Linked DNA regions of Mus musculus: regions 1, 2, 4, 5, 6 and 7 are each linked to region 3. Evidence: chromatin contacts called from public Hi-C, HiCAR-type, HiChIP or PLAC-seq and promoter capture Hi-C data. All regions are on one chromosome and are shown on one strand. The core of a region is the stretch at or near the end of the contact, and the rest is flanking DNA. Distances in the headings are between cores, read along the strand shown. Region 1 holds the start of Slc1a3 (solute carrier family 1 (glial high affinity glutamate transporter), member 3). Region 2 overlaps Slc1a3 (solute carrier family 1 (glial high affinity glutamate transporter), member 3). Region 3 holds the start of Nadk2 (NAD kinase 2, mitochondrial). Region 4 has its middle 5.4 kb from the start of Capsl. Region 5 overlaps Gm31340 (a long non-coding RNA gene). Region 6 has its middle 13 kb from the start of Gm46508. Region 7 overlaps Gm31340 (a long non-coding RNA gene).

What was found. Promoter capture Hi-C pulls out the DNA fragments that hold promoters and counts their contacts. A called contact is a pair of places that touch in the nucleus more often than the background predicts. HiCAR-type assays count read pairs that join an accessible place to other places. HiChIP or PLAC-seq counts read pairs in DNA pulled down with a chosen protein or histone mark.
Region 1: a promoter capture Hi-C map of embryonic stem cells shows a contact between it and region 3, with 17 read pairs. The contact joins the promoter of Slc1a3 here to the promoter of Nadk2 in region 3. A contact is called at or near these places in 6 of 39 promoter capture datasets (cranial neural crest, embryonic stem cells, hippocampal neurons and 3 more), 1 of 15 datasets of contacts at CTCF or cohesin (the NIH/3T3 cell line), 2 of 484 Hi-C or Micro-C datasets (nephron progenitors and uterus), 14 of 115 datasets of contacts at active chromatin or transcription factors (the NIH/3T3 cell line, acute myeloid leukemia, astrocytes and 7 more) and 1 of 9 other capture datasets (adipose tissue).
Region 2: a contact with region 3 is called in a promoter capture Hi-C map of neural stem cells. The contact joins the enhancer-like site here to the promoter of Nadk2 in region 3. A contact is called at or near these places in 8 of 39 promoter capture datasets (the HPC-7 cell line, cranial neural crest, embryonic stem cells and 5 more), 10 of 115 datasets of contacts at active chromatin or transcription factors (astrocytes, differentiating embryonic stem cells, embryonic basal ganglia and 6 more) and 1 of 9 other capture datasets (embryonic stem cells).
Region 4: a Hi-C map of bone marrow-derived macrophages shows a contact between it and region 3, with 16 read pairs. The contact joins the enhancer-like site here to the promoter of Nadk2 in region 3. A contact is called at or near these places in 1 of 484 Hi-C or Micro-C datasets (bone marrow-derived macrophages) and 2 of 115 datasets of contacts at active chromatin or transcription factors (the SCID.adh cell line and bone marrow-derived macrophages).
Region 5: an H3K4me3 HiChIP or PLAC-seq map of fetal liver shows a contact between it and region 3, with 2.6 times the contacts expected there. The contact joins the enhancer-like site here to the promoter of Nadk2 in region 3. A contact is called at or near these places in 7 of 39 promoter capture datasets (the 3T3-L1 cell line, 3T3-L1-derived adipocytes, fetal liver and 3 more), 1 of 115 datasets of contacts at active chromatin or transcription factors (fetal liver) and 1 of 9 other capture datasets (adipose tissue).
Region 6: a contact with region 3 is called in a HiCAR-type map of astrocytes, with 2.4 times the contacts expected there. The contact joins the enhancer-like site here to the promoter of Nadk2 in region 3. A contact is called at or near these places in 2 of 39 promoter capture datasets (embryonic stem cells and hippocampal neurons), 2 of 484 Hi-C or Micro-C datasets (CD8 T cells and embryonic stem cells), 5 of 115 datasets of contacts at active chromatin or transcription factors (astrocytes, embryonic stem cells, forebrain and 1 more) and 2 of 9 other capture datasets (adipose tissue and pancreatic islet).
Region 7: an H3K27ac HiChIP or PLAC-seq map of acute myeloid leukemia shows a contact between it and region 3, with 2.8 times the contacts expected there. The contact joins the enhancer-like site here to the promoter of Nadk2 in region 3. A contact is called at or near these places in 5 of 39 promoter capture datasets (the 3T3-L1 cell line, 3T3-L1-derived adipocytes, second pharyngeal arch cranial neural crest and 1 more), 3 of 115 datasets of contacts at active chromatin or transcription factors (acute myeloid leukemia, extraembryonic endoderm stem cells and microglia) and 1 of 9 other capture datasets (pancreatic islet).

What each region holds. Positions count from the first base shown.
Region 1 is chr15:8,708,551-8,712,359 of GRCm38.p6, forward strand. Slc1a3 (solute carrier family 1 (glial high affinity glutamate transporter), member 3) reads right to left here and starts at 2,257. Exons shown (of 10, transcript NM_148938.3): 1 at 1,789-2,257; 2 at 12-289. The coding sequence starts at 192. It overlaps Gm31340 (a long non-coding RNA gene), which reads left to right and starts at 2,476. Exons shown (of 5, transcript XR_383822.2): 1 at 2,476-2,522.
Region 2 is chr15:8,657,801-8,661,359 of GRCm38.p6, forward strand. All of the region lies in intron 3 of Slc1a3 (solute carrier family 1 (glial high affinity glutamate transporter), member 3), which reads right to left. Among named protein-coding and RNA genes, the nearest start is that of Slc1a3, 51 kb to the right of the region's middle. Within about 2 kb of position 2,036, at least 102 of the 459 cell types and tissues checked have an H3K27ac peak or open chromatin away from gene starts, as enhancers often do. A contact at or near this core is called in astrocytes, embryonic basal ganglia, epiblast stem cells and 4 more, where this site is marked.
Region 3 is chr15:9,068,764-9,072,837 of GRCm38.p6, forward strand. Nadk2 (NAD kinase 2, mitochondrial) reads left to right here and starts at 2,497. Exons shown (of 13, transcript NM_001040395.4): 1 at 2,497-3,002. The coding sequence starts at 2,739.
Region 4 is chr15:9,428,760-9,432,538 of GRCm38.p6, forward strand. It overlaps the pseudogene Gm5219. Among named protein-coding and RNA genes, the nearest start is that of Capsl, 5.4 kb to the right of the region's middle. Within about 2 kb of position 1,287, at least 27 of the 459 cell types and tissues checked have an H3K27ac peak or open chromatin away from gene starts, as enhancers often do. A contact at or near this core is called in bone marrow-derived macrophages, where this site is marked.
Region 5 is chr15:8,760,336-8,764,039 of GRCm38.p6, forward strand. All of the region lies in intron 1 of Gm31340 (a long non-coding RNA gene), which reads left to right. Among named protein-coding and RNA genes, the nearest start is that of Gm31340, 51 kb to the left of the region's middle. Within about 2 kb of position 1,521, at least 32 of the 459 cell types and tissues checked have an H3K27ac peak or open chromatin away from gene starts, as enhancers often do. A contact at or near this core is called in fetal liver and neural stem cells, where this site is marked.
Region 6 is chr15:8,567,376-8,571,315 of GRCm38.p6, forward strand. No RefSeq gene overlaps it. Among named protein-coding and RNA genes, the nearest start is that of Gm46508, 13 kb to the right of the region's middle. Within about 2 kb of position 2,541, at least 290 of the 459 cell types and tissues checked have an H3K27ac peak or open chromatin away from gene starts, as enhancers often do. A contact at or near this core is called in CD8 T cells, astrocytes, embryonic stem cells and 4 more, where this site is marked.
Region 7 is chr15:8,732,666-8,736,640 of GRCm38.p6, forward strand. The region is part of intron 1 of Gm31340 (a long non-coding RNA gene); the gene reads left to right. Among named protein-coding and RNA genes, the nearest start is that of Gm31340, 24 kb to the left of the region's middle. Within about 2 kb of position 1,531, at least 44 of the 459 cell types and tissues checked have an H3K27ac peak or open chromatin away from gene starts, as enhancers often do. A contact at or near this core is called in acute myeloid leukemia, extraembryonic endoderm stem cells and second pharyngeal arch cranial neural crest, where this site is marked.

The DNA.
Region 1 (3,809 bases), core at 1,007-3,506, 360 kb before region 3:
AAACGACTCACCCACAATGACAGCAGTGACCGTGAGCAGAACGAAGGCATTCCGAAACAGGTAACTCTTAACATCTTCCTTGGTGAGGCTCTGAACTTTCTTCTTGGCCAGAAGTGTCCGCTTGCGGACCCCTTGCTGCAATCTCTCCATCCTGCCCCCCATCCTAGGCTCTTCTCCGTTGCTTTTGGTCATATTTTATCTTTCTAGGAATTTATCACGTCCTTGCGTGTCAGTGTCTTGCACTTGTTCCCAGAAAGTGAATTCTCCTCTTTGGTGTTAGAGAGGACAACTAGAGCGGAATAGAAAGGAAAAAAAAAGTTATAGCCTCCTGGGCTGAGCAATCGGGACCTGCTCACAGGATGGCAGACGGTGAGTTAATTGCACGAGAATTAAAAGACGGAAGAGCTTTGGTAGCAGGCCAGATTGTATGCATTTTACTGGACTATGTGTACAAAATTAACGTAAAGTTAGAATAGATGAGCAAAAAGTTGTGTTCCTTTTCCAGTTTGCTCTATCCCCTCAATGAGTAAGGGGTTCTTCAGGGTTGGATGAGACCAAGCACCCACATTTCCACTCTGTCCTCAGAGCCTAGCCAAGTGCCTCGCACAACCCACACACTCATTAAGTGCCTGGTTGAACTAAACAGAAAAATTCCACTTGAGAACTCATGTCTTGTATGCGGTTAAAGATATATAACTATGTCAAAAAAAAAAGAGCTAACTGAGATACTGACATGTAGCCATTGGCATATGTAGTGTGAGTCTTTGGTTTCATTTATTGACTTCACAAAGAAAGAAACATGAGCCAATTAACTTGTAAATACGGCCATAAAAAGAACACAAGTGCCCAGGTGACAGTAGAAATGCAATTGAGGCTTTTACAGGGAAACCTTTCCTGTGAAGTTAGCATATTGCCCTGGGCACATCTATAAATGATCTAAAATCACAATCCATTTTCATATCATTAGAAGGTAGGAGCATGAAGCACCATCTGTGTTCAGGGCAAACCCGCAAGCCATGCGAGGAGGAGACCTTCACTGCTGTCTCCGTATTTTGAAATTTAGGATTTTGGGGATAGAGGAGGAGAGAAGCCAGCTTTCATTCCAAACATTACAGCGTGTGGTTTCTGGTTTCTTTAAAGTGCTCTTAGGTTATTTAAATACAAACGCCTAACCATTTTCCTTGCTGGCAATCAAGGGCTTCCTCCTGCCGCTGTACATGAATCCTAAGCCCTAGACTTTGGCGATGATCAGCAGCGCCTGTGGACGTGTGTATCTGGCAGAGTCGGAGCCAGCGTGTGCATCTGTGGGGGAGGTAGCTGCAACTCGCAGGCTTTCGGTAAATCCAAGGTTGGAAAAAAAAAGACTTAAGAGTTTTGACTTTTAAATAAAATTGTAGGTTGAGATCATTGATAGTAAGACCTGCAGTGTATTTAATACTTTACACTAGATTAAAAGTTTAAAGAGGGGGGATAAAGAGAGGAGAGTCCAGATTTTTTTTAAACTAATAATTCTGATGTCCTTAACCCGCCAGTTCCCCTTAAAGTACACCCGTTCAATCTTGATTTTTATTCTAGATCTCGAACGTCCGTCTACTCCCCCACCCCCAACCTCGATCGACTGAATTTCAAACCCAGAGAGGACTGGGCTTGCATAGTTAGCACACGCCGGCTGCTCTCGGTCCGAACAGGACCTTACCTACCAATATGGCTAGCTTTACTCCGGCGCTCAGCAAACAGAAAAGTGGGACGCAAAACTGAGCCCCGCGGGCTACAGAAGGCTGCGCTTACCTTTTCTGACTCTGGGATGGGAGGAAGACACCCCGGGCTACGTGGAGGTGAATTCCCCAGCAGGTAGCTCGGAGTAACAGCTTAGCGAGCGGCGGAGCAGGCTGGCCCTGACAACATGCATGTGCTCTGAAACCGCCACTTACTATCAGGCAACTTAAGAAAAGAGGAGGAGCCTGTACTGGGGAAAGGGGGAGTGGGAAAATGAAAACAGCAGGAGGAGGGGGGAGCCCGAGCTCCCCGGAATATTGATTAATCTTGGCACCACAGAAGCACGCTTTATGGCTTTGTTTTGCTCCGTAGACCACGTTCACGCCTTGTTAGTTCACTTATATTAGAAACGCAAAATCAGGACCTGAGAGAATCGAAAACTAAAGCGCTCACACACATGGACGCTGGAAGTCCGGATTAGAACGTCTGGGAGACTTCTCCAAGGCCACGTTTAATTACCTCATTTCAGGTTGCCTCCCCTTCAGGGGACGTCAGAGGGTGTTCTTTTGCCTGCTCACACAACTGTTGTAGCACCCCACCCCTTTAGCATTGGGGACATAACTGAAATTTCTTGGAAGGATCCTGAATACAATTAAGTATAGAGAGGAGAATGCTTACTGCCGCCCTCTCAACTTGTATAAAGTTACTCAAAACACAAGGTGAGACATGCCCCTGTTTTACAGTTTAAAACTCCAATATAAGGAATCTGATTGGGCTCTGGCTGCCTGCTCTGCGGACAGAAAAAGGTAAGAAACACAAAAAAATCAGGATCGCTGCCAAACTAGAAAGTAAACTCTGTTTTAAGACCAAGAGTGCAGATGCACACTCATGACTTCCAAAGGTAAGCTATTCAATTGCTTCCGTTTAAAGAATGCTGAGTGCCCCCATCCCCGTTTTCAGGAGTTAGAAAGTTCTCTTGGTTTTTGTTTTCTTGTTCTTTCTCTCTCTCCTTTTCTGTTCTCTTCCTCCATCTCTCTCTCTCTCTCTCTCTCTCTCTCTCTCTCTCTCTCTCTCTCTCTCTCTTTCTCTCTCTTCCTTCCTGTGTGTGTGTGTGTGTGTGTGTGTGTGTGTGTGTGGTGTATAGTTGGCTGGTTAGTTGGGTTTTGGGTTTTCAAGACAGGATTTCTCTGTGTAGCTCTGGCTGTCCTGGAACCAACTCTGCAGACCGAATTGGCCTTGAACTCAAAGATCCACCTGCCTGTCCCTGCCTTGCAAGTGCTAGGACTAAAGGTGTGTGCCACCATACCTAGCTTTTTGCCATTTTTCTTAAAAGGAAAACGGACTGCACAAATATACAACCTGCAAGTTAAAAAAGGAGTTGTTGAGAGTGACTTACCCCTCTCTCCTCAGTTTTAAGAACTTGTTGAGGTGAAGGAAAACGGCTCACTAGAAACATGAAAACACACCCAAGATCACAGCCCACATTCTATTTGCTGGTTCCCTAAGATCCCCACGCAAAGTCTGCTCAGTTTTCGTGTCTGTCATCCAAACACCAAAATATGTCATTTTGTTCCTCATTAGCAAATCCAGGGAGCTATGTTTTAAAAAAAAAAAAAAAAGTTCCCTGCCAGACTTAATTGTTCATGTATGTGCTTTGGAACAGCTGCTAGTTGGAAAGTAATGGTTGGTTGTAAGAGTGCCTGACCTGTCAAATTAGCAGCAATTGTAACAACTTCCTACCATAACACTACTTTAACAATTTAATGAGAATCTTCGGTCTCTTGTCAGCCTCAGCCCTCCGTGATCTTTTCTTTCCTCTTGTCCCTCAGATCCCTTAGCATCTGCATTCGATTGCTTAACACTTAATTATGTGCTGCCTTGGCCCTGTGCCCTTGATTCCCAGATCAGGTCAAGTCGGGGCTTCTCAACTCAATGATAAGTTCTTTGAGGGCAAGAGTCTGTCTTGGGCCTGATAAACAGCGAGCATTAAGCAACTCTGAAGACCGGCAGATATAATCTAAGAGATCAGATCAGATCCCTTGTTTACCACTTCCTGTGATAAACCGAAGCTCCTTGTTCCCTGTTGCTACCTC
Region 2 (3,559 bases), core at 786-3,285, 410 kb before region 3:
AGCCCAGTGATTCTCTTTGATCCTCACCCCCACAGTGCTTAGGTTACAAGTATATATAATAGTAAGGTTTTTTTATTAAAAATTTAATTTCCATATTATATATTTTGGTCATATTTTTCCTCTCTCTAACTTCTCCCAGATCACCATGAGATAGAACCCATACCTGAGAACACTAAAGTAAGCGAGAACCTGAGAGGGGACGGATAGGTCACAGATGAAAACCTACTACTATTACCCTACTTGATAAGAGTAGCAATGAGTCCTAACAACACACTGCTGTACCGTAACTCAGTGCCTCGATCAACCCTCATTATAGAAGCTTCCTCTTGCAGTAGATGTGAATCAACACAGAGACTCATACGCTAGACAATGCTCGGAGTTAAGAGTCTTTGTTGCCAGGACAGCCAGAGCTATACAGAGAAACCCTGTCTCGAAAAACCAAAAAAAAAAAAGTCTTTGTTGCAGCCCTCAGCCCTCCCCCTCCCCCTCCCCCTCAGGGTTCAGGGATTGATGGGAAAGAGACAGCAGAAGGACCCAGAGGTGCTGGATGACCCAGTGAGAGAGGATCCTCCAGTCACCGTGGGACTAGTAATGCACATATAGATTCACAGAGACCAGGACAGCATGCACTAGGCCTGTTCCAACTAGATAAGATCCCACTCCAGGACAGGCCTCATGCCCAGGAGTAAACAAAGGCCAACAGAGAATGGATCCCACTGCCAATTGTTACAGTGCATTCTGGGGATCCAAATTTGGATCCCCATCGCTATGCTTGCTCCAAGCTTTCTTTCTTAGTAAGTCATTTCCCCCAGAATGTATTCTCTCCCTCTCCCTCTCCCTCTCCCTCCCCCTCTCCCTCTCCCTCTCCCTCCCCCTCTCCCTCTCCCTCCCCTCCCCCCTCTCTCTCTGGGACAGGATCTCACTATGTAGCTATAGCTGACCCAGAACATACCATGAAGCCCAAGCTGGCTTGCAGTCATGACAACCCTTCTCTCTCAGCCTCTTGAGATTGTGGGCTCTGAGCCATTCGAGAAAGTTAAATCATCTCCACAAAGACTTTGTAGCTTTCTCTGCCAGCCCAATTACAAGTATTTTCATGCTAGCCAAAATCTCCTTCCTAATGATGGCTGATCATATCGAAGAACCTGTCACTTTGTTATTCTGGAATGTCTTTTAGCTCTGCAAGGTTATACACTTGAAGGCAATTGGCAAATAATACTTTGCTGATTGTGACGGCATAAAATTTGTCGGGGGAAAATAGATTTTTTAAAAAAAATTTTGCTCCTTAAAACTTGTTAACACATCTTTGAGCTCTAGCGTTCCCTAGAAAAATGAAGTGCAGAAGAGTAAACGAGAAAGTCTTTTTGAAAGATTGGTCAATGGAAAAAGCAGTAGAGCAGACAATATTATTAGTGGCAGGAAAACGCCAAATAAATCACTTTTCTCCTCAGACTGCGAGGACTAAGCAGACAGTCCTTTTGCTTTTTCTCCAACTATAGCTATGGTGGAATTGTTTGGTTTCATTTCTTAACTTACGTAGAAAGAAGCAGGGATGGGAAATGGAGGCCCGTCATTGCTACCTCTTATATTAGAGCCAAAGTGCCTGTTGGCTTAACTTTAGGTTGGAAGTGCCCTCTCTTAGCTATTCAGGCAGTGAGATCCCTGAGAGCCCACGCTTCCCCTCTCTCAGCTCTGGTCCTAATCCAGCCTGGTAATTCTGGGGATGCTGTTTACTCTGGAGCCTACTCCAGGGACTTCCTGTCACTCTTAGCAAGGTCACCGGAAATGGTCTCAGGGGGCAACTCTGAGATTCTCCTCTCAGAGGCTCCCAGCTGCGGGTGCGAGACCCCCTGTGAGGTGATTTAGATACCCATTTACCCTTCACATTAGCATCCTTCCTCACAGTGTTGGAATGCACCACACAATATGCTTTTCTGAAGAGGAACCGGAGAGTAATTCATCTTCTTTATGTGTGCTAAGCAGAGCAAAGGGAGAGGCGAGTGGACCCGCGACAGGCAGGGGAATAGTGATTAGTAACAGCTGACGGCCTCAGACCAAGACCCTTTCTTTGGTTACCTCACTGTAACAGGCCAGCACAAAGGGATCACTGTCTCCCTGCCAAGATTTAGAAAAGCCAGGGCCATGGAAAATAGCAGGAAAAAAAAGACAAGTGTGTGCTGGGTAGAGGGGACAGTAGGGTGACCAGAGAAGAGACTCTTGATCATACCTGGAGAGCTGCCTTTGAAAATAATCCTCTGTCTTGTGTGAAGATGTGCCTTCCCCTGCAGGGTAGGCATGCAGTGGCACCAGCAGGAGCCCCTAATAGTGGGAAAGTAGGCGAATTCACTAATAGAAAGAGCCCGCGGAGCCGGTCAATAGCTTTGGGTTAATGAGAGGAAGTTCTTTGAGGGCCAAGGGCTCCAACTGAGGGCCTTCTCTGTCTCCCCCCCTCTCCTAAATCACAACTAGTAACTAACCACTGGATGAGTAGTGTGCAATTTCCAAAATAGCCCTCTTTACAGTTGGATTGTGCTTCCTGCTATGGAATAGACCTTCCTGCATGCCTTTCTTATGAAGATGACCAAGACACTGTGTCTCCTAACTGCCAGAATGCTGAATGGCCATGATCAGATTCTCCAACTGGGCTTCACTTGTCCAAAGTTAACCAAAGGATGTCTGCCATGCAGTGCAGAACATGTCAGACTTCAAGGGGAGGGGCGCCTTTTCTTCCCACGCAAGGCTTCTGTCCCTTACAGAAGAAAAGGAACTTGAATAAAAGCCCCATAGAAATTGAAAGCAGCATAGATGCTGAAAACCAATTTAACTTGACCCAGCTCCCTAGAAGAACAGCTGTGGCAGGAAAAAGTGCAGGCCCAATCCAGTGTACACCTTCTAGGGTCCAAAGTCATGCCAAGATTTGATTCTGGAACCAGGACCAATTCGAAACGGGCCTGACGTTCAAGTTCATAGCCCAAGTGTGAAATTAGGAATTTTTAAAAGATGCATTAAGAAAAAAACAAAAAACCAATCAGAATAAACCTGGCTCATCTATTTCCAGTTAAGTTTAAAATCCAGACCAGGTGGAGCTGGTCTCTAGGTTCTCCCAGCATCCCTCAGTCCCTACCTGATCCAGGGTGTGGCTAGCATACCCCACTCTTCTGCCTTTCACCTAAAGGCTCTTCCCTATATAATCCAGACCATTTGGTTGCCTGTCCTTTTTTGTACCTTTGGCATCCTGGTTGCTGTATTTGATTCCCCTCTCTCCTTTCCCTTTCCAATCTCCCCACATGGTTCAGGGGCATGTCCACTCTGGCTATGCTGTCCCACATATCTATGATAAACTTCCTCCTCCACCATACCTAGGAGCAGATATATGTCCTTCCCTTTTTCGTTCATCGGATTCCAAAACCTGGATGAGAGGACACTTACTGAGTAAGTGGTGAGAGACAGACGTTTAGATAAGGTGGGGGAAAGAAGCAGCTGAAGAGGAGGACTCTAGGATCAAATTTGGTGGCTAGAAAAGCCAGATCTTCAGGAGTCATCCCTCCAGGGAGCACCG
Region 3 (4,074 bases), core at 1,247-3,746:
GATGTTCTACTCAAATAGAATTTTGTGTCCACTGACAACATGTACATTTGAACTGAAGTGACATCATCCTATATAGTAAGCTATAAATAAAGATTTGAAGTTCAGAAGAACGGTATGAGCTAAAGATGTTGGTAATAGCTGAAGTCATTTAAGGCAAAGGGAGCTAATAAGTCTCGGGTCTAATTTACAGTGGACACAGGGTTAGGTATTTATCCATTTCCGTACAACTTTACAAGGTAGCTACTGTTGATAAATAAGACAATCGGCTCAGAAAGGTTAGGCAACCAGTTCAAGGTTCACAAAGTAAATACACAGCAAAGTTGCGATTTGATACAGTCCTTCAAAGCCCAAACTCTTCATTACACAACAGAGAGTGGAGTAGGGGTGGAAAATGACCAGGGAGAAGGCTAGAGGAGACAAGGGCAGGAGCTACATCCAAGAGAAGGGTCTAGAAAGAGGGGGACTGAAAGGAAGAAGGAATGCCATTAGGGACTGCTGGCATGCAGCAACAGAAAGAATGGAGGCACTTCTGCGCTTCACAAACCCCAGTGGTTTAAGAGTTAAATGGGCTCTTCTGAACAGCCACCTGCTCATTTGGTAACTTTGCAAATAGTGGCTAAGTAAGCACAGGAAGGAGATGAAACCCTTGGCAGTTCCCTCAACTGACCGCCCCCAGCCTGCCCTGTTTCCCACCCCCAAAAAAGGTTGGCTGCAAGAATGAACCGATTATTCTGTCCTGAACCTGTATCAGTGGTTCTCCACCTTCTTAACGCTGCAACCCTTTAATACAGTTCCTCATGTTGTGGTGACCCCCAACCATAGTTACTTGGCCATCATTAGGAAGAGAGCACCCTCGGTCTAGCAAACTTTATATGCCCCAGTACAGGGGAAAGCCAGCGCCAAGAAGTGGGAATGGGTGGGTAGGGGATCAGGGCAGGGGGAGGGAGGAGGGTATAGGGGGACTTTTGGGATAGCATTTGAAATGTAAATGAAGAAAATAGCCAATAAAAAATAAAAACAAAACAACAAAAAAAACTTACTCCTAAGTTAAAAAAAAAAGAATAGTGAGAAATTGGTTATGATACCAAAAAAAAAAAAAAAAAAAAGAATTGTAAGTTTGCTACTGTGATGAAACATAATGAACATATCGGATATACATACATCGGATATATGACCCAGAGGTTGAGAACCGCTGAATATATCAGTAAGTGGGAGTTAGGGAACAGGTAAACAACTGGGGTGTAGAAGGCTCTTTCAATCTTTAAAGTTTTAAATGTCCTAGACATGGGAATCTTAAGGACTGAAGTGGAAAACCCAGCAGGGGTTTTCCTGAGAGAATTCAAGACACATCCGAGAGGATGGTGTAATGAAGCAATGTTTTGGAAGAGGCAGAAGAAAGGATCCAAAATAAGATTTGACTAGGATATCCCATTGAGATGTTTCCAGCTAGAAGTGGGAGTCAAAAGTGTAGTTTTCTGTGACGTGAAAGAGAAAACAGGTTCGATATCACAGAGGCATCTGAGTGTCACAAACATGAAATAGCATGCCCGGAATCCAGAGGCCACTTACTGGGAGTGCCAGGATCGCAAAGGAAAGGACGCCACAGCAAGGACCTCAGGGCAGTGGCCACCTACCCTGTCTTATGACTTTCCCTTCATTGTAGCTTTCCCTTTTATTCTTAATCAGCCTACATCTCTATGGTTGTGTAACTGTTCCCACAGACTCAGTAACTTCCCTTGCTCTAGCTTCAAGGACTACCTACCCAACATTCCAAAGTCAGATCAATAATCATCAAACACTGCTCTGAGCTTGCCTACAGGATAAAGTGCAAAACATTTTTAACCCTTCAGTCTGGTCCTACACAGCTTTCCAACCTTATCTCGCGGTCTAGACAGACACACAGGACTAGACAAGACTCCTTCCCTCATTATCCTCCTCCTTTCTCCCTGACAGCACTGCCTCTCTAGGCTGGTGGTCTTTTGGTGGTCACCGGAGCTCGGGCTAATGCTCTGTGATCCTTCTCGGTTAGCTCTAATTCCTCTCTAATAAAGGGCTCGGCATCTTTATTTGCCATCAGGCCCTGCAAAACGAAGCCGTTTGGAGCGAGGTCACCGCCCCCAGCTCTTACTCCAGCGACGGCCACATCAGCCATCCAGCAGACACTGGTTAAAATTTACCCTAGACGAGCATGACCAACTACCCAGAAAGCAAGCAAAAATGAAAGCAACTAGAGGAAGATGCGCAAGAAACTTGCTTTCCCGCCAGGCGCTCAAAACTCCGCCTGCACCCCCAACGCCGCCCAGACCAGTTCCAACTGGATTTCTTCGGGCAGCTCGAAAGCCAAATAGAATTTCGTCCCTTTCCCAGCCCCAGCCAATCCCCGCAGCCCCTCGGGCTCCCAAACCTTCCCGACCTCTGATTAGCTGACAGATCTGGCCCGGGGGCGGGCTTAGAGCGGCCTCCCTGAAAGGGTGAAGAGGGAGGTGGGGCCGGGCCGAGAGGCCACTGCGCAGGCGCCCAAGAAAACGGATAAACAAACAAATAAAACCCACTGCCCGGGGGCCAGCCCGGATCCCCGCCTCCCGGGGCCTCCCGGGGCCTCTCCGCCCTCGCGTGCGTCTGGGCACGTCCCCCCCCCCCCCGGCGCGTTCCACGCACGTCCCCGCACTTAACCTGTGCGCGGCCGGCGCGGTGCTGGCGGCAGGGAGCGCGAGCCTGCACCCGCGGCCCCGCGGATCATGACTTGCTACCGGGGCTTCCTGCTGGGCAGCTGCCGGCGCGTGGCGGGTGGCCGCGCGGCTCTGCGGGGTTCGGGCTCGGGCGCGGACGGCCGGCGGCACTTGGGGCACGGGCAGCCGCGCGAGCTGGCGGGCGGTGGTAGCCCCGCCGACGGCGGCTTCCGCCCCTCGCGGGTGGTGGTGGTGGCGAAAACCACCCGCTACGAGTTCGAGCAGCAGCGGTACCGCTACGCGGAGCTCTCGGAGGAGGACCTGAAGCAGCTGGTGGGTCCTGGCGGGGGACGGCCGGTACTCGGGGTGGGGGTGGGGGGCGACGGGCCACAGGACACCCCCAAAGCCCGACAACCTTCCTCCGATTGCCTGTGGGGCCCCTCGGGCATGGGACTGGGGCGCCCTGAGCCTGCCTTAGAGGGGGCTCCTGGGACCGGGACTTGGGAAGCCACGTGTGTCCTCGCCCCCGCCTCGGTAGCACGGACTCCCATCGCTGAGAAGATGAGGGTTGTTCGCCCTGTTTGTCCTGGGGACCTCTCCCCAGACCACCGGGAGAAAGGAAATTCTCCAGCACAGCCACTGGTGGCGGAGAGAGGGCCGAAGTGCCGCGGTCACACCCCCTTCTCGCCTGGGGACAGAGGCCTGGCCAGGGAAAGCCCTGCTGGATTGTGGTCGCCTGTCCCTTCAGGGTCTCTTACTGCTTGAAAAGCAAGCACCTGGGACAGCGAGGCAGGAAAGCTGACCCGAGATGGGTTTTTGTGTTGGAAGGTCAGAAAAGGAACAAGTATGCCGGCTAATGGGGAGAAGGCATGAACCCTGAAGTAACAGGGCCTCCGCCATACACCGTGTTTGGTGTATTTACTAATAGCGTTGCCAGGTATGCCATGCGTGTGTGTGTGTGGGAAGGATTAAACCCAGAGTTCGAGCTTCCCCATTTTTGAAAAAAAAAATTGATTTTGTGCTACCCAGTAACTTTTGGGAAATGGGCTGTTAGCAATTTATTTAGGAACCCCCCCCCCCACAGTTATGCCTGTAATTGTTGACTCCAGACACCCGAAGGCTTTAGACTGAATTGTATATAAGCATTACTAAGTTATGTACAAGAATAAGTAGGCTGGCTGTTCTAAAATGATGCCCTTACCTTCACATTTTTATTTTAGACACAGGGGAAACAAATTGTAAATCCTTGCCTAGCTGCTGCATCTTGTCAGTATTGTTTGGCAAGTTGACAAGGTAGAAATCAGTGCAAATTTTTCTCTTTCCCCCAAGTGTTTGAAAGTATTTCTAGAAAACATTTGCAGTCTTTAGTAGAGTATCAGCCGTTTGGCTGGCGTAGTTTGTGTAG
Region 4 (3,779 bases), core at 37-2,536, 360 kb after region 3:
TCCTAGTAAATCCAGACACCATAAGCATGAACATAGGAACATGACACAGCTGCACAGGGACTATGAAATAATTTTATCATATGGAACATGAGCTCCTGAAGCATGGGTTTACTCAATACCTGGCCTGCTTTCTCATCATCACTGCTTTGGCTTTTATAAACCACCTCCTTTACTGTCTTCCCTCTACAATTCTAGGATTTGGAGAATTTTATCTCTCAGTTTGAAGACTCAGGTTTTGTCCTTGTGGCCCTGGGCTCCATAGCAACCATGCATCAGACCATGGAAATTATTAAGGAGATGAACAGTGCCTTTGCTCACCTCTCTCAAGGGGTGCTATGGACATGTAAGGATTCTCATTGGCCCAAAGATGTCTGATTGGCCCCAAATGTGAAAATAGTGGACTGGATTCCTCAGAATGACCTGTTGGGTAAGGATTGTCCAGATCTGCCATCTTACTCCCATTTCATGTTTTGTAGACTCACCTAGTGTCTCATTGGGCACTGATATTCACAGAAGATGCTGATCATAAAGATAAGTCTCCAGAAGGCAGGAAAGAAGCTGGAGTTGTTAGGGAGCCAGGCTGTGCTTCAGACCAGATATAGCAGCAATTTCTGTTTCCTGCTCAACTCAGGAACCGTCTTAGGTTTCCAAAGGAACTTCTTCCTTGAACAGTATCTAAGCTGAATATAGTCATTCTAATCTGACCCTAGACTTGTGAAGTGCAAGCACAGAGTCCTGCTTGTAGGCTTGCGGTGACTCTATGAATATTTGCATGGCATAGGCTTAGCATGATTAGGAGTGCAAACATTCAGACACAAATTACTTGTCTACTGAGGTTGAAAATGCAAATCTCCTTATTGAAGTCTTCAGGGTTTAAGGACACTGGAATTTACCTGCATATTAACCCGGATAACCTCAGATATAATACTGAGACTTTGAGTAATTGGGCAAGAGAGGGTTCTTTACATTTCAGGTCCTTGTTCTTGCTTCTGTACTGCCATGTGAAGACCCACCACTACCATACTGGCTAGATCAGAGTTTCAAAAAGGAGATTATGGCTGAAAGTTAGTTGAGAAATTTTGGACAAAGATGCTTTTTAGTAAAACTGCAGCTACATGACAGAGGAAGGACTTACTTTCCAGGGAATATGAGTAGATTCCATGTGAAACACATTCTGAGATGGATTCTTTATAACCATCAAAAATGTATTAGCTTGTTCTGAGCATGGAGCAATGGGGAAGCCCTGTAAATACAGAAGTGAAAGTCTACTGTGCCCATACTGCAAGCTTCTCTCCAAATAGAGTAGGCAATACACAGAGGATACAGTTAGTGAGAAAGCAGATGTGCACAGCAAGAGAAAGCATGGATGCGAAAACTGAAGAAAGCATTAACGGGAAATGGATGAGGGCAATAACGGGGGATATGCCTGTCTTTGTCACTCTCCTCTGTAGCTGTCCCTGGCTTCTCAGTTCAGAGAAGTCAGAATCTGTGTGGTGAGTCAAGTGAACTTTGCATTCTGGGATATCCCCTTTTGAATTTCTATTTTTTCATTCAATTAAAATATGATTGCATTACTTTCCCCATCCCTCCTCTTTCATCTACTCTGCCCATATATCACCCCTCACCTACCTCCTCCCCAAGTCACAGAGCCTTCTCTTCTCTAATTATTCTGCTACATATACGTACAAGTAAACATATAAACATAACTTGCTGTGTCTGGCCAGTGTTGCCTGCAAGTATATGTTTCTAGTGTTGCCCATTTGCTATTGAATAAAACCAATCAGGAGCTCATTCCTGGGGAGGGAGGAAGCTAATGCTCCCTCTCTCAGCTGTTCATTGCCTGACTCTTTACCTAGTGATGGGTCCATGACCTCTCATGTATACTGCGATGCCAATTGATGCTATTATTGTTGTTCAGGTTAGAAAGCTGTGCTGTTGAGATTTTTGCAGGTGTAATTTACTTATCAAAGTTACAAAGATGTCCTGACTCCTTGGTCTTAGGATCTTGCCATTCACTTATCTGGGATGTGTCTGGAGCCTTACGTGCAGGAAATGTATTGTAGGTATGTCAGTCAGAGCCAGACACCCCACAGTCAGCTGTTCTATACATTTTGACTAGTGGTAGCTTTCTGGAATGGTTTCCCTGTGCTTCTGAAAGAAGATTCTTTGATAAGGAGTGAGAACTATGCTTTGGAATGCACTTAGGAAACCACACTGGTTCAGGAAAGTGACATTCTTTTCAGGCATTTTTGGGTTTTTAACTGGTATTTCTTGGCTCTGCTGTTTTACCTGTTACCTGGACCTTTTTATACTGAAATCTTGGACCATCTTTCTCTTTTGCAACAGCTCACCCTAGCATCCGTCTGTTTGTCACCCATGGGGGACTGAATAGTGTAAATGAGGCTATCGAGCATGGAGTGCCCATGGTGGGGACTACTATTTTTGGAGACCAACCTGACAACATGGTCCGAGTAGAAGCAAAGAACCTTGGTGTTTCTATTCAGCTACAGACGCTCAAGGCAGAGTCATTTTTGCTCACCATGAAAGAAGTCATAGAAGACCAGAGGTATGCAGCTCTCTGGGTTGTGGTCCCTTAGGCTGAATGCAGGCCTGACACAGGGATCTGTGTTGTCTGCTTTCCAGTGAAACCAGAATTTTGTGGGATGTGTTGAAACACCTGCGTGATTCTTGAAGGCCCTGCCTTTCCTTTGCTATTAATCGTAATTTTGGGTGAAGTGCAGAGAGTATGTTACTACCTACTGTGGTGTGATGATTTCTTATCTACACAGTATCTTTCAGCTTATTTATCAGATACCTACAGACTTCCAGTTGAGTCAGAAGAGGATTGTCTCAGTTACTAATCTACTGTGAAGAGGCAACAAATAAAATAAAATAAAATAAAATAAAATAAAATAAAATAAAATAAAATAAAATATTTAATTGGGGGCTGGCTTACAGTTTCAGAGATTAGGGATATGGGCACAGTCAGGCAGGCGTGGTACTTGAGCAGTAGCCTAGAGTATACATTCTGCTCTGCAGGTAGGAGATAGAAAGAGAGCAAGACTGGGCCTCTTGTGGACATTTTAAAACCTCCTGTGACAAACTTTCTCCAACAAAGTCACAGCTCTTAATCCTTTCTAAACAGCCACCAATTGAAAAATAAGCATTCAAACATATGAGCCTTCAGGGGTCATTCTCATTCAAGCTACAAGGCCTTTTCTTATTTTTCATATGGCTGGTCTCTCCTCCTAAGGTCTTGTCATGCTACTCGGAGGACCATCTCTCAAATGTCTTCCTCTTAGGAGACCATGCACTTAGCTATGATTTCTTTCTACCCTTGAATTCTCTCATTATCTGTCACTTTCTCTTCGACACTTGGAAAGATTTGCAACATTTCCAACAGGTGTGTCATTATTGTCTGCTCTACACTAGCACCTAGAAAGCATGTACCACGAAGAAGCAGTTTCCACTCTGTTCCTAGGGCTCAGGACAGGTCTGTTATAAAGGAACTTTTCATAAGTCTAGCACAAGTGAGACATGCACAGGTGACCCACATATCACTTGCCTACCTAGCACAGTGATTTCACAACCAAATAGGATTAAATCCTCAGGTTTCAATGTCCTAACCGCTTCATCAGATGTACATCCTGTCACATATTCCAATGTATTTAATGTGAGCACACCTTCAGCACCATAGGAGCAATCCTTCCAGACATAGTCATTTTTAAAACAATTCCCTTCAAGGGTTAATTTTGATCCTTTCTGTATAAGGATTTTAT
Region 5 (3,704 bases), core at 271-2,770, 310 kb before region 3:
CACCAATAGTGAGATCGGCAAAAGATTGGGAAATAGGAAATAACGATTATGACAGGTTCTCCTTGCCAGGGGGTCAGAGCCACACAGGTATCACAATCAACTACATACAGTTAGGTTCTGAACAGAACGAAGAAGTAGACAACTCAGGAACATGATAGTGCTTAATACGAGGTGAGAATTCAGGGAATCAGGTAAGGAGGGAGGTGTTAAGCTTGAGCAGAGACTTTAAAAGGCTGGGAGACGTTCAGCAAGTAGGAGAGGAAGCTGGAGATGGATACTAGAGAGTAAAGACAAAACTTTAGATGTAAAAGATTCTGTGAGCTGATACAGGTGAGGGAAAGACATCCTACGGAAGAAGTCTAGATTGAAGGGTGGGCATTTTATCACCCACTCAGTGGCAGTTGGGAGGTTGGTCAAGGGAGGCACAGAGCCTGTGTCCAGCACAGCCAGTGAACACTAGTGTGGGCCAATACTATTTAATGATCCTTATGCCCCATGTAGCCAAAAAGAGGATGAGAGATTGGACATGAGCCAGGTGGTGGTGGCACATGCCTTTAATCCCAGCACTTGGGAGGCAGAGGCAGGCAGATGGATATCTGAGTTCGAGGCCAGCCTGGTCTACAAAGTGAGTTCCAGGACAGCCAGGGCTACACAGAGAAACCTTGTCTCGAAAAACCAAAGAGAGAGAGAGAGAGAGAGAGAGAGAGAGAGAGAGAGAGAGAGAGAGAGAGAGAGAGGTTAGACATGGAATGAAAAGTTTGGCAGTCGATGCTCTTTTCTTACTCCCCTGCATTGTAGACCATCTTTAATCCATATGCATCACCAATCTTATTAGTTGGGACTCTGAGTTTTCCAGCTCTCTGAAGCAAACATCCGTGGAGAACCGAGTGAAAACTGTGGGAAAGAGAGCTGTGCAGAGCAGATAGGGGTGCTCCTGCTCGCTCACCCTGGTGTGAGTAGGGATGAAGAGCTGTGCAGAGCAGATAGGGGTGCTTCTGCTCGCTCACCCTGGTGTGAGTAGGGATGAATAGATAGATCCTCTTAGCAGGGTAGATCATCTGCACTCAGGCACAAGTGGGATGGTGGGGGCATACGTCACCTGTAGGATGAAGTCATATTGGTGAAGCAGGAACACCATTTCTTTCCAGTATGTGTGTGTGTGTGTGTGTGTGTGTGTGTGTGTGTGTGTGTGTTGGGGGACACTGCAGGCTTCTGGTCTGTAGGTGGTGAAAGCCCATTTATAAGATTATTCAGGCTGAGGGAAGAGTTTAGAGTCTCATTAGATTTACATACATTTCCAATTTCTGGGTCCTTACGAAGCAGAAAGAAGCTTTGACATAATATCCGCAATAAACATCCTCACTGGACACTCAGAAGAAGTCCCTCAAAGATTGAGGGTCTGGAGTCTAGAGTTAACCCTAGACATGAGTTAGAGAAACACGGCCCACAGCCCGAGGGGAGCGTCTGAACCCAGCAGGCGGTTTATCATTCTTGCTCCATGCGCAGTGGCTTTTCCTGAGTGCTTTTTATCTATGTTTGCTTCAGCTGCAGGAGACAATCTGTCCAGTCGCCAGAAGGGATACCTTCAAAGAGTTTTCTTGGCTAAGGTCCATTCACAGGGTCAGCTGTGACCTCCTGTTACTGTTGCTCTGGCCCCGGTATGCCCCCCCTCACCCCCGAAAGCTTCAGCTCTTGTCTGTTAGGGAGCTTAGAGGCCATGTTTTGGAATGCCTCTCACTTCAGAGCAGAAGAAACCTCCAGTTTGCTTGCTCAATGTTTTTCCAGACTTTTCTTTTCATTCTGAAATAATTTAGCCCATTGCCCTGGTTACTGTCAGGAGCTCTACAGGGACAGGCGATGGAGTGTAATCTTTGCACAAACAAATGAGAAGTGGGAGGGATGTTGGAGGGGGGTGGGGATGAGGGGAATGTGGCTTGTCACTTGGCTGATGTAACATTTGAAACTGGAAGAGGGAGGAGGAGGAGGAGGAGGAGGAGGAGGAGGAGGAGGAGGAGGAGAAGGAGAAGAAGAAGAAGAAGAAGAAGAAGAAGAAGAAGAAGAAGAAGAAGAAGAAGAAGAAAAGAGAGCTCAGAGTTTCTTAAACTAACTCGTAGACTTTTATTTCATGTAATCTTTCACACATCTTAGTATTTCTTCTAACTCAAGACTACTCAGCTTGGGCTCTGTGGGCTCTTATTTAATCTCTCTCTTTTAATCTCTCTCTCTGTCTCTCTCTCTCTCTGTCTCCCTTCCCTCCCTGCCTCCCTCTCTTCCTTCTTTCCATCTTCTTTCTTACTCTCTTGTCCCCATTGGCCTCAAACTCCTAGGCTCAAGCCATCCTTTTGCCTCAGCCTCCCTAATAGATTGAACTATAGGCATTTACTTCCAAGGTCACCTTTTCGTTCTTGAAAAGGGGACCCAGTGACCAACTCCTGCCACCTCTTGGAAGAGAGGTCTTACATCATAGAACCTTTCTCCTCTTGTGTGGTTCAACCAATTAGGGTACAAATTCAAATGCCCCATTCCTGTCTTCACACTCTCCTCCAGCATCAAAACAGCCTGTGAAGGAAGCTTGTGAAGGAAGAGGGATGGGCTGAGGAGGGAGAGGCAGGTAGGGATGGAGGCAACTGTTTCACTGCAGCTTCAGAAAGGGAGGCCATGCATGACCAGGGTCTGCCTACAGAAAGAACTTCCCCAGCCAGAGAGCTCCTGACTCTTGCCTCTAAGAGCACTATGATGGTTTCCTGGCTGAAATTCACCTCTGAAATATAGCTTCCTTTTCTTTTTGAAATGTGAATTCTGAGCTCATCCCTGTAAACTAGTTCCTATTTTATGATGTCGGGATACTTTGGAAGCTCAGTGCACAACAGTCATGTGCAATACTTGATTTCAAACTCTACATGTGTGAAGGCTGGGCGTATGTTCTGTTTATGACTGTGTGCTGAGTATCTGGCACAGTGAATGGAACTCTGTTCCATTGTTTCATAATGGAATTGAATAAACAAAGAAATGAATAATTAATAAATGGATGGATGGAAGGAAGGATGGATACATGAATACTGAGTTAGTCCTACATCATCCTACCAAGGAAGAAACATCGGTATTAGACTTCCCAAGGCTAAGTTAGAGAGCAACTAAGGGTCACACTCTAGAACTTTCCTAATTTGATTTGGGACACACAGCTCAGTAAGTATGGTCATTTGACTTCTAACCCACCATGGAGCAAAGGTAAATTGGAGACAGAGAGGTAAGGTGCTTTTATGGAAAGACAATTTTGGTGGAAAAGAACCCACTCAGCCAGGTGTGGTGGTGCATGCCTTTAATCCCAGAACTCTAGAGGCAGAGGCAGGAGCATCTCTGTGAGTTCTAGACCAGCGTGGTCTACATGGTGAGTGCTGGGACAGTCAGGGCTACATATTGAGACCCTGACCCTGTCTTAAAACAAACAGAAGCAATGAACAAACACCAAACCACTCAGAGTCTGACACAAGGTCAGCGTGGAGAGTAAGGCTGTAGAATGCAGAGGTGAATCCCCCACTAACTGTGCGAGCCAGGAGATCATCCTCAAGTTACATGAAACATATTCACTGAGTTGGCAGCGAGACAGACCCTCAGCATCTAGAACCTATTGATGTAAGTTAGTTTATTTCTGTACAGTGCTGGACCATTGAGCATCAACTCTCTTTCACACGCCAGTTTAAAAC
Region 6 (3,940 bases), core at 1,291-3,790, 500 kb before region 3:
AGTGATATACTAAATGTTAGTAGTCTGTCTAAGCTCCACCCAACAGTTACCTGGAAACAGCCAGGTATGCCTGACTCACTATAAAAGGGGCTGCTTGCACTCTCCTCTTGCTCTTGTTCCTGCCTTTCTGCTCCCCTTCACTCTCTTCCCATTCCCCATCCCCTTCTCCCCTCTCTCTCCATGTGCTCAAGGCCTGCTTCTACTTCTCTTCCTCTTCTTCCTCCTCCTCTTCCTCCTCCTCCTCCTCCTCCTTCTCCTTCTTCTTCTTCTTCTTCTTCTTCTTCTTCTTCTTCTTCTTCTTCTTCTTCTTTCTCTCTCTCTCTCTCTCTCTCTCTCTCTCTCTCTCTCTCTCTCTCTCTCTCTCCCTCTCTGACTTTCTCTGCCTCTACTACCCTCTTGACTCCCCTCCCCACACCACCGACCTGTGGCTGGTCCCTCAGGGGGAAGGGATGCCTCATCATGGGCCTGCCCAGGCACCCCCTTCCCCTAATACCTCCATAAAACATACCCCCTCCTTTCTTTATCTCTTTATAAACACATCACTAAATGTGTAACACCTGCCATTTAAGCTGTTCTTCTGATCTTCATTTTGGCCTTGGGTAACTTGTCCTATTACCTCATGCTTATCTTTCTTGTTTGGGCTTTGACTCCACATCTATCCTCCAAGTGCTTACTACTAGATTGCATAGCAAGCTTCTCTCTCTCTCTCTCTCTCTCTCTCTCTCTCTCTCTCTCTCTCTCCATTGTCTGTTACCAGAGAGCTACTTCTAAACATCACACAGATGCAGACATTTAACAAGGCTGCAGTATTTCTCAAAGCAATCTCCCTTTGTACAATGTTATTTGTTCTTTTGTTTTTGATGGGGTCTTTCAAAAGCCAGACTGGTTTCACTCATTTTGTCGGCAAACACCTTGAATTCAGGGTCCTCCAGCCCCCCAAGTTTGGTGTGCTGGGATTAGGGAAGTGGCTAGGTTATTACACCAGGTCTATGATGTGGTGGGGAATCCTCAGTTCAGGACTTCATGCCTGCTAGGCACACTACCAACTGCGCCCCACCTCCAGATGCCTTCCGGGCAACCGTTGAACCAAGTGAGCCGACAGGGGAGGTCGCTGATCAAAGAGTCTTGTTAAGAGTTTGAAGGCAGAAAAGAGTTCTATAGCAAGCCTGGAGATTCTATCCAAAACCAGTTCTCAAGAAGCTGCTGGGCAGTGGACCGTACACGGCAGATGCAAGGTTAAATATAACCAAAGCATCACAACTTACACACAGATCAAAGAACCAAAACAATCCCTGAACCCTGGCCACCGCAACGCCTGCTGGGCACGCCTGCAGACCCAAGTACTGTGTGCACATACTCCCCCCACCCCACCCCCGGGAGCCCGCCCCGTCCCTTCTTCAGTCGCCCCAAGCTTGATCTCAGGGACGCAGCTGCCGCCAGGTGCGTTGGGATGCCCCACCCTCTCCGGTTGGAGAGCAGACAGACCGGTTCTACTTGTCTTGCTAAGGTGAAGACAACAGACCGACTACAGACAACTGAAGGCGGGCGAGGCCCCGCTGTCTCCCTCCTCCCTCGCATCCTTCTAGCCTCTCTCTGAACTTTTCTACCTGACATTCGCGCTACTAGCTGAAAGCGAGTCCCCAGCCCAGCAGCCTGCCGAGCACCGTCTCCAGCGACGGCTGCGAAACTGTTCGACTCCAAACACAAACACCAGCCCCTGACATGTTTTAAGAAACGCTCCAGTTGGATGAGTGCGGAACCAAAACAGACCAAATCGGGAGGCAGGGAGGGAAGGCAAGCAATTGGCCCAATTCGGTTGGAGCAGCGGGGCTCGTGTTACACTCCCTTTGCCAGTTAGCGTCGTGGGCGTTTGTTGCTGTGTTAATTACAGTTCTTCCCGGAGTCGGAGGCGAGAACAGCCCTCGTGGAAGCGTTTCAAGTGGAACGCTCCACCAGGAAGCAAACAACTGCTTTCCTGCCCAGCTGGGAGGGATTCCACCCGGCAGCGAAGGGCGGGGCTGCGGGCGCGTCCTGCCGGGCTGTGCGCACGCGCACTGCGGGGCTGAGCGCACCTGCCTGCGGTTAGCATCGCTCTGGCCACCGGCTCCGGCGGCGCCCGGGTGCAGAGAAGCCAAGAAGGTGCAGCGGAGCAACGGCTTCTCCCCACCCCCCCTCCCACCCCCACGGGGGGACCCAGTACTCCAGGGAGCCCGTGCTTTTCCCAGCCCCCCCCCCCGCGTTCTTGTTTTCTCTGGAGTTCCTGGGGAGTCAGTTCTGTTTTATCTTCTCGTGGGTGGCATGAGGATGGGAACAGGTGGCTCTGAAGGAATCGGGAACAAACCCGAGATAGCGCGGCAGGGTGGAAAGTACACGGCCTTCCAGATACAGTGAGCTGTCCCAAACTGGCTGCCCTTCGTCAAATATGTGACCTTGGGCAAAGTTGTTTCACTTTTTCTGAAAGGCTCCCAGAAGCTCGTACGTAACTTCACAAGAGGAGGTGCTTGTTTGTGCTATTGACTCTATTGCTGGAACACACACGTCACTATATAAACGTCACCTGTAGAGAAGTAAGCAGGGGCTGGGCACATAGTTCATTTGGTAGACTGCCTTCCTAGCAAGCACTGTGCTTTGTGTATGGGCCTCAGTACCACATAAAATCTCGAGTCCTCTCAGCGCAGGGGGTGATCAGGAGTTCAAGGCCATCCTTAACAGCACAGAGGCCAGCAAAAGCAAAACACAAACAAACAAAACCTTTTTTTTTTTTTTTTTTGGTTTTTCGAGACAGGGTTTCTCTGTATAGCCCTGGCTGTCCTGGAACTCACTTTGTAGACCAGGCTGGCTGGAACTCAGAAATCCGCCTGCCTCTGCCTCCCAAGTGCTGGGATTAAAGGCGTGCGCCACCACCTTTGTTTAAAGGCTTCAAACAAAACCTTTTAATGTTGCCATTCTATACATGAGAAAGTTACTTCCTAAAGATGTTAATGAATGTATATATATATATATATATATATATATACATATATATACACACACACACAAACAGACATACATACACACACATATGTATACATACACATATACATACATATGTATATGTACAAATACACACACATGTATACATACAAATGTATATATATATATGCTATTTTTGTTTGCATGACTATAGGACATAAACTACAAATGGCACTAGCTGAGAGCAATGTGTCCTCCATTCATTTGAGAATGAAGGGGCAGAGAGGAAAGGGTCTTGGTGATTACTGATATCCAGCAAAGGCAGCTGAATAAGCAATAGGAAATAGGATGTGAATGCCAGCATCAGCCTCGCCAATCTGTTACAGCCCACACATACTTAAATACCACTAGGTCAGTGTGGGCTCAGCAAGTAGGGTCGTGGAGCTGAGCACAGTCACAGTCACATACCTGCTCCATATCTCTTACTACAATACTTACCTGGCAGCTTTCCCCCATTTCAGAAGAATGCTTTCTCCCCCTTACAGTGCTATTTGGGAATTTTACGAATAAAATTCTTGGAATCAATTCAAAAACTGCAATCCAAAAGCCATGGTGTGCACTTGACACTGCCACTTAGGCACACTTAAGGCCTGGCGTAGACACCTAACATAATACATGGGAAGTGCTTTGGAATAAAAACAGGAGTAATGATATTTTAAAAGGATACCATACATGTTTTGATTGTCATCATAATCTTCCTGAGGAAATTTTGCCATTAACACATGACTCTCAGTTTCACATCGTTCTTGGTAAAGTCATTTTCAGAACAGTTGTGGGGACTGAATAGGAAAGGCACAGCCCAGAAATCAGGCTATACTGTGTGTGGCATAATCTCTGCCTACAAAGAACTGCTGTGGAGGTAGGGTCAGTTATTCGTGTTCTAAAAAGAATGGCTTACTCAGTTTTCACCGGGTCAGTCAATGCCAGT
Region 7 (3,975 bases), core at 281-2,780, 340 kb before region 3:
CATTGTAGACATTGAATGCTTAGTTTTCTCTAGGAGTTCGACTCTTCTGCTGGCCCATGTCTAAAAAAGGCATCATTTGTCTTTCTAGGAATCCAGTTTATTATTATTATTATTATTATTATTATTATTATTATTGTTGTTGTTGGTTTTTTGAGACAGGGTTTCTCTGTATAGCCCTGGCTACCCTGGAACTCACTTTGTAGACCAGGCTGGCCTCGAACTCAGAAATCTGCTTGCCTCTGCCTCCCGAGTGCTAGGATTAAAGGCGTGCGCCACCACGCCGATTCAGTTTATGATCTGACTGCCTGAGTGATACTGTGCTGGCCATATAGTGCCCCCTTCATCATCATAAAGTTATCCATGAGATAATAAATATGGATCCCAAGTCTGAAAGAAAAGACCTCATGTGACTGTGACTTGGTGAACCTGAAACTTAGATTATTCAGGAGTTATGACCAAACATCTGTTACTCCTCTCTTCTCCCATGGGATTTGGCTGTGCCCAAACTGACAGCAAGATTGTAATCCTCCTTACACGTCCATTCCTCTGGTTGGTCAACCCTTCTTACCTCTGTACCTTATCCTTAAACATGGCTCTATGGAGCCCCAAGACTTAGACATTGTCCCCCAATTTATGTTCTGTGGCAGATAATACTGTGAATTGATCTTAACTGTATATTAGTAGGAGGTTGAAGAAGAATGGATTAATTTTGATATTACTGATGAAAAAAAGAATTAAGCTTTATTGCTTAACTTGCCGAAGAATTACATCATTTTTTAAAAGGTCTTTCTCTGTGTATTTTGTTTTAAAATTTTCGGTTTCAAAACTCATTCTCTAATTGCGACTAAGTTCAAGTGCTCTCAACTGAAAGAGTCTGTTAGTTAGTGTTCCTCACGGCATCTGTATTGTATTTTGGGAGGTCCGTGGAACTTAATTAGAAAGAAAGTTGGCTCCGATTTCTTCTTTTTGTCTCCCTACTTGAAGAAATAAAGCCAGGCTGTTTGACGACCCCTTTAAAAAAATTCTTCAACTTCCTCTTGACTCGTGTTTGCTGCTAGGTTTTCCCAGGGGAAGGCTGAAGGTAACCTTAAAACAGTTCAGACAGACTCCCCTTTCTATCTCAGGGCTCCAGATAAGAGCCCTAAGGATAGGAACGCATTCAGTCCTCACAGCAGGACATCAGGACTTTATAATAACCTCTCCTACAGCCCAAAGGCCTTAGCATTATTCATTTGTACCAGTACCCTTAACACAAAGGAAGACTTTGAAAGTCCCTGGACCCCACATCCCTGCTGAGAGCCCAGGCTACAGGATCCAGCACAGCAGTCATCAAAAAGCCCCCTAATTTTATTTCCATCTCTGGTTTCTGGGCCAGTCTTTTGCTTGAACAAGGGAAAGTACAGCTGTGTAAATAAACACAGATGATTACAACAGGTTGCGTACTTTCCTCAGTCACTGCTTGTAGACTCTGATGATAGTGTTCTAGGATGGACAGAGACACAGTGAGGGCTCACAGACACAGTCTTCTCTGATGATAAATTTGTCAGTTCTTAAGCAACTCGGAGAGTGCTCTGCATGAAACAGGGCTTCCGTACTGCTGCGTAGAGAGAAGCAATTGCATCATGCTGAAGTTAGGAACCCCAAAAAGCAAACAAAATAGAACCAAACCAAACCAAAGCAAAACAAAACAATGTTTGTAATGTAAGACCAACCAAGCATTCGTTTAGCGAATGATTATTGAGCATGCAACAACTCCCAGATTTTGTGAAGATTTTTTCACAAGCTTAAATACGCTATGTCTATTTTGGCTGTGAAACAAAGATACAGGAAGTCATTAACAGTTTAGCCCCTAAATCAACTTGACAGTAGTCTAACTCCTTCACTTACTAGCTGTGTGGTCTTGGGCAAGTCGGAAAGCCTTTCTGTGTCTGACTCTTGTTTACTCTTATCTTTCTCGTAATGCTATTATGAGGGTTAAATGATATGATGCGCAGTGTCTACTCAATAATAAGCCCCCAATATAAAGGTTATATTCAGTTAGGGTATTACTAAATTGCTAGATCAAAGAGAATCAAAGGCATGAGATAGGAAGTACCATGGTGTTGTGCCGATGTAAGAGGTTTGAAACTATACTGGCATTCCTATGCAACATATCGCTTCCATCTCAGACCAACGTGGTTCCTTCAGCCCTTACCACACCTGAGATAATAAGAAAGAGAATTAGTCAGATGAGGACATGCTTGATCTTCTTAATGGTATGATCTTCTTAATGACCTGCATGTAACACATACCATTCCTGGTTACAGCTCATTCACTGGATCTAATGGGGTCAAGTTGCATTAGAAGGATGGGACTTATCTCTAGCTGGCCATGGACCAGCCCCTGTCATGTAAAACTCCTAATTTCTGTCATGGGAGGGTACATCAGAGCCATATCAGCTGTAGCTATTATTATAAGTTGTACTGGCTGGTTTTATGTGTCAACTTGACCCAAACTGGAGTTATCACAGAGAAAGGAGATTCCCTTAAGAAAATGCCTCCTTGAGATCCAGCTGTAAGACATTTTCTCAATTAGTGATCAAGGGGGGGGGGGAGGGCACACTGTGGGTGGTGCCATCCCTGGGCTGGTAGTCTTGGGTTCTATAAGAAAACAAGTTGAGCAAGCCAAGAGAAACAATCCAGTAAGCAGCGCCCCCCCCCCCCCACCACGGCCTCTGCATCAGTTCCTGCCTTCAAGTTCCTGCCCTGTGTGAGTTCCTGTCTTGACTTCCTTTGGTGATGAACAGCAATGTGGAAGTGTAAGCTGAATAAACCCTTTCCTCCTGTACTGGCTAGTTTTGTGTCAACTTGACACAAGCTGGAGTTATCACAGAGAAAGGAACTTCAGTTGAGGAAATGCCTCCATGAGATCCAACTGTAAGGCATTTTCTCAATTAATGATCAAGGGGGAAAGGCTCCTTGTGGGTGGGAACATTCCTGGGCTGGTAGTCTTGGTTCTATAAGAGAGCAGGCTGAGCAAGCCAGGGGAAGCAAGCCAGTAAGGAACATCCCTCCATGGCTTCTGTATCAGCTCCTGCTTCCTGACCTGCTTGAGTTCCAGTCCTGACTTCCTTGGTAATGAACAGCAGTATGGAAGTGTAAGCCAAATAATCTCGTTCCTCCTCAACTTGCTTCTTGGCCATGATGTTTGTGCAGGAATAGAAACCCTGACTAAGGCAAATTGGTACCAGCATAGTGAGGTATTCCTGTGACAACCTGACCATGTTTTGGGGAGGACTGTGGAAGGACTTTGAAACTTTGGGCTAGAAGATCCATTCGGTGTTAAGAGCTCTGTGAGATGTTGTGTAGGAGCTTGGAAGAGAATGTTGAGAACAGTGCAGAAGATGGAGGCCTGGCTTGTGAAATTTCAGAGGGAAGATTAAAGACTTTCTTCAGGGCCAATGCTATTTTGATTTGGAAGATTCTGTGGTTCTAGTTAGCTGGGGCTGAAGAATTAGCTGTGATTAACAAGATACCAGTACTACTAAAGCAAAACCTTTGCATTACTGGGATTATTGATGCTGGTTAGCTGGAGCTAAGAAATTAGTGGTGATTAAGAGGAGACCAGCATCATTGAGGTGACATCTTCTGGGAAGTGTTTCCTGACAGCACAGAGGCTGTGTTCCAGAGATAGCCAAGGTTGTACCTTGTGCTGTGGCTAGACTTGGTAATGTTTAAGAGTCACCCAGGTGGTACTGGTTTTGAAGGCATGAAGGGGTCATGAAGAGCACCTGAGACTCAGCACTGTGAGAGGCCATGGAAGGCCATTGGTGAAGGAAGGTGCAGCTTCAGTAGCAATTGATGTCCCAGAACTGAAGGGGTCCAAAGGAGTTGAGGCTTAGCACCATGAAAAGAGCCTGTGAGAGGCTATTGGTGAAGCCTAGTTACAGTGGAAGACGGCAGCGTTTTCCAGATGCCAGTACCATGAATGACCACC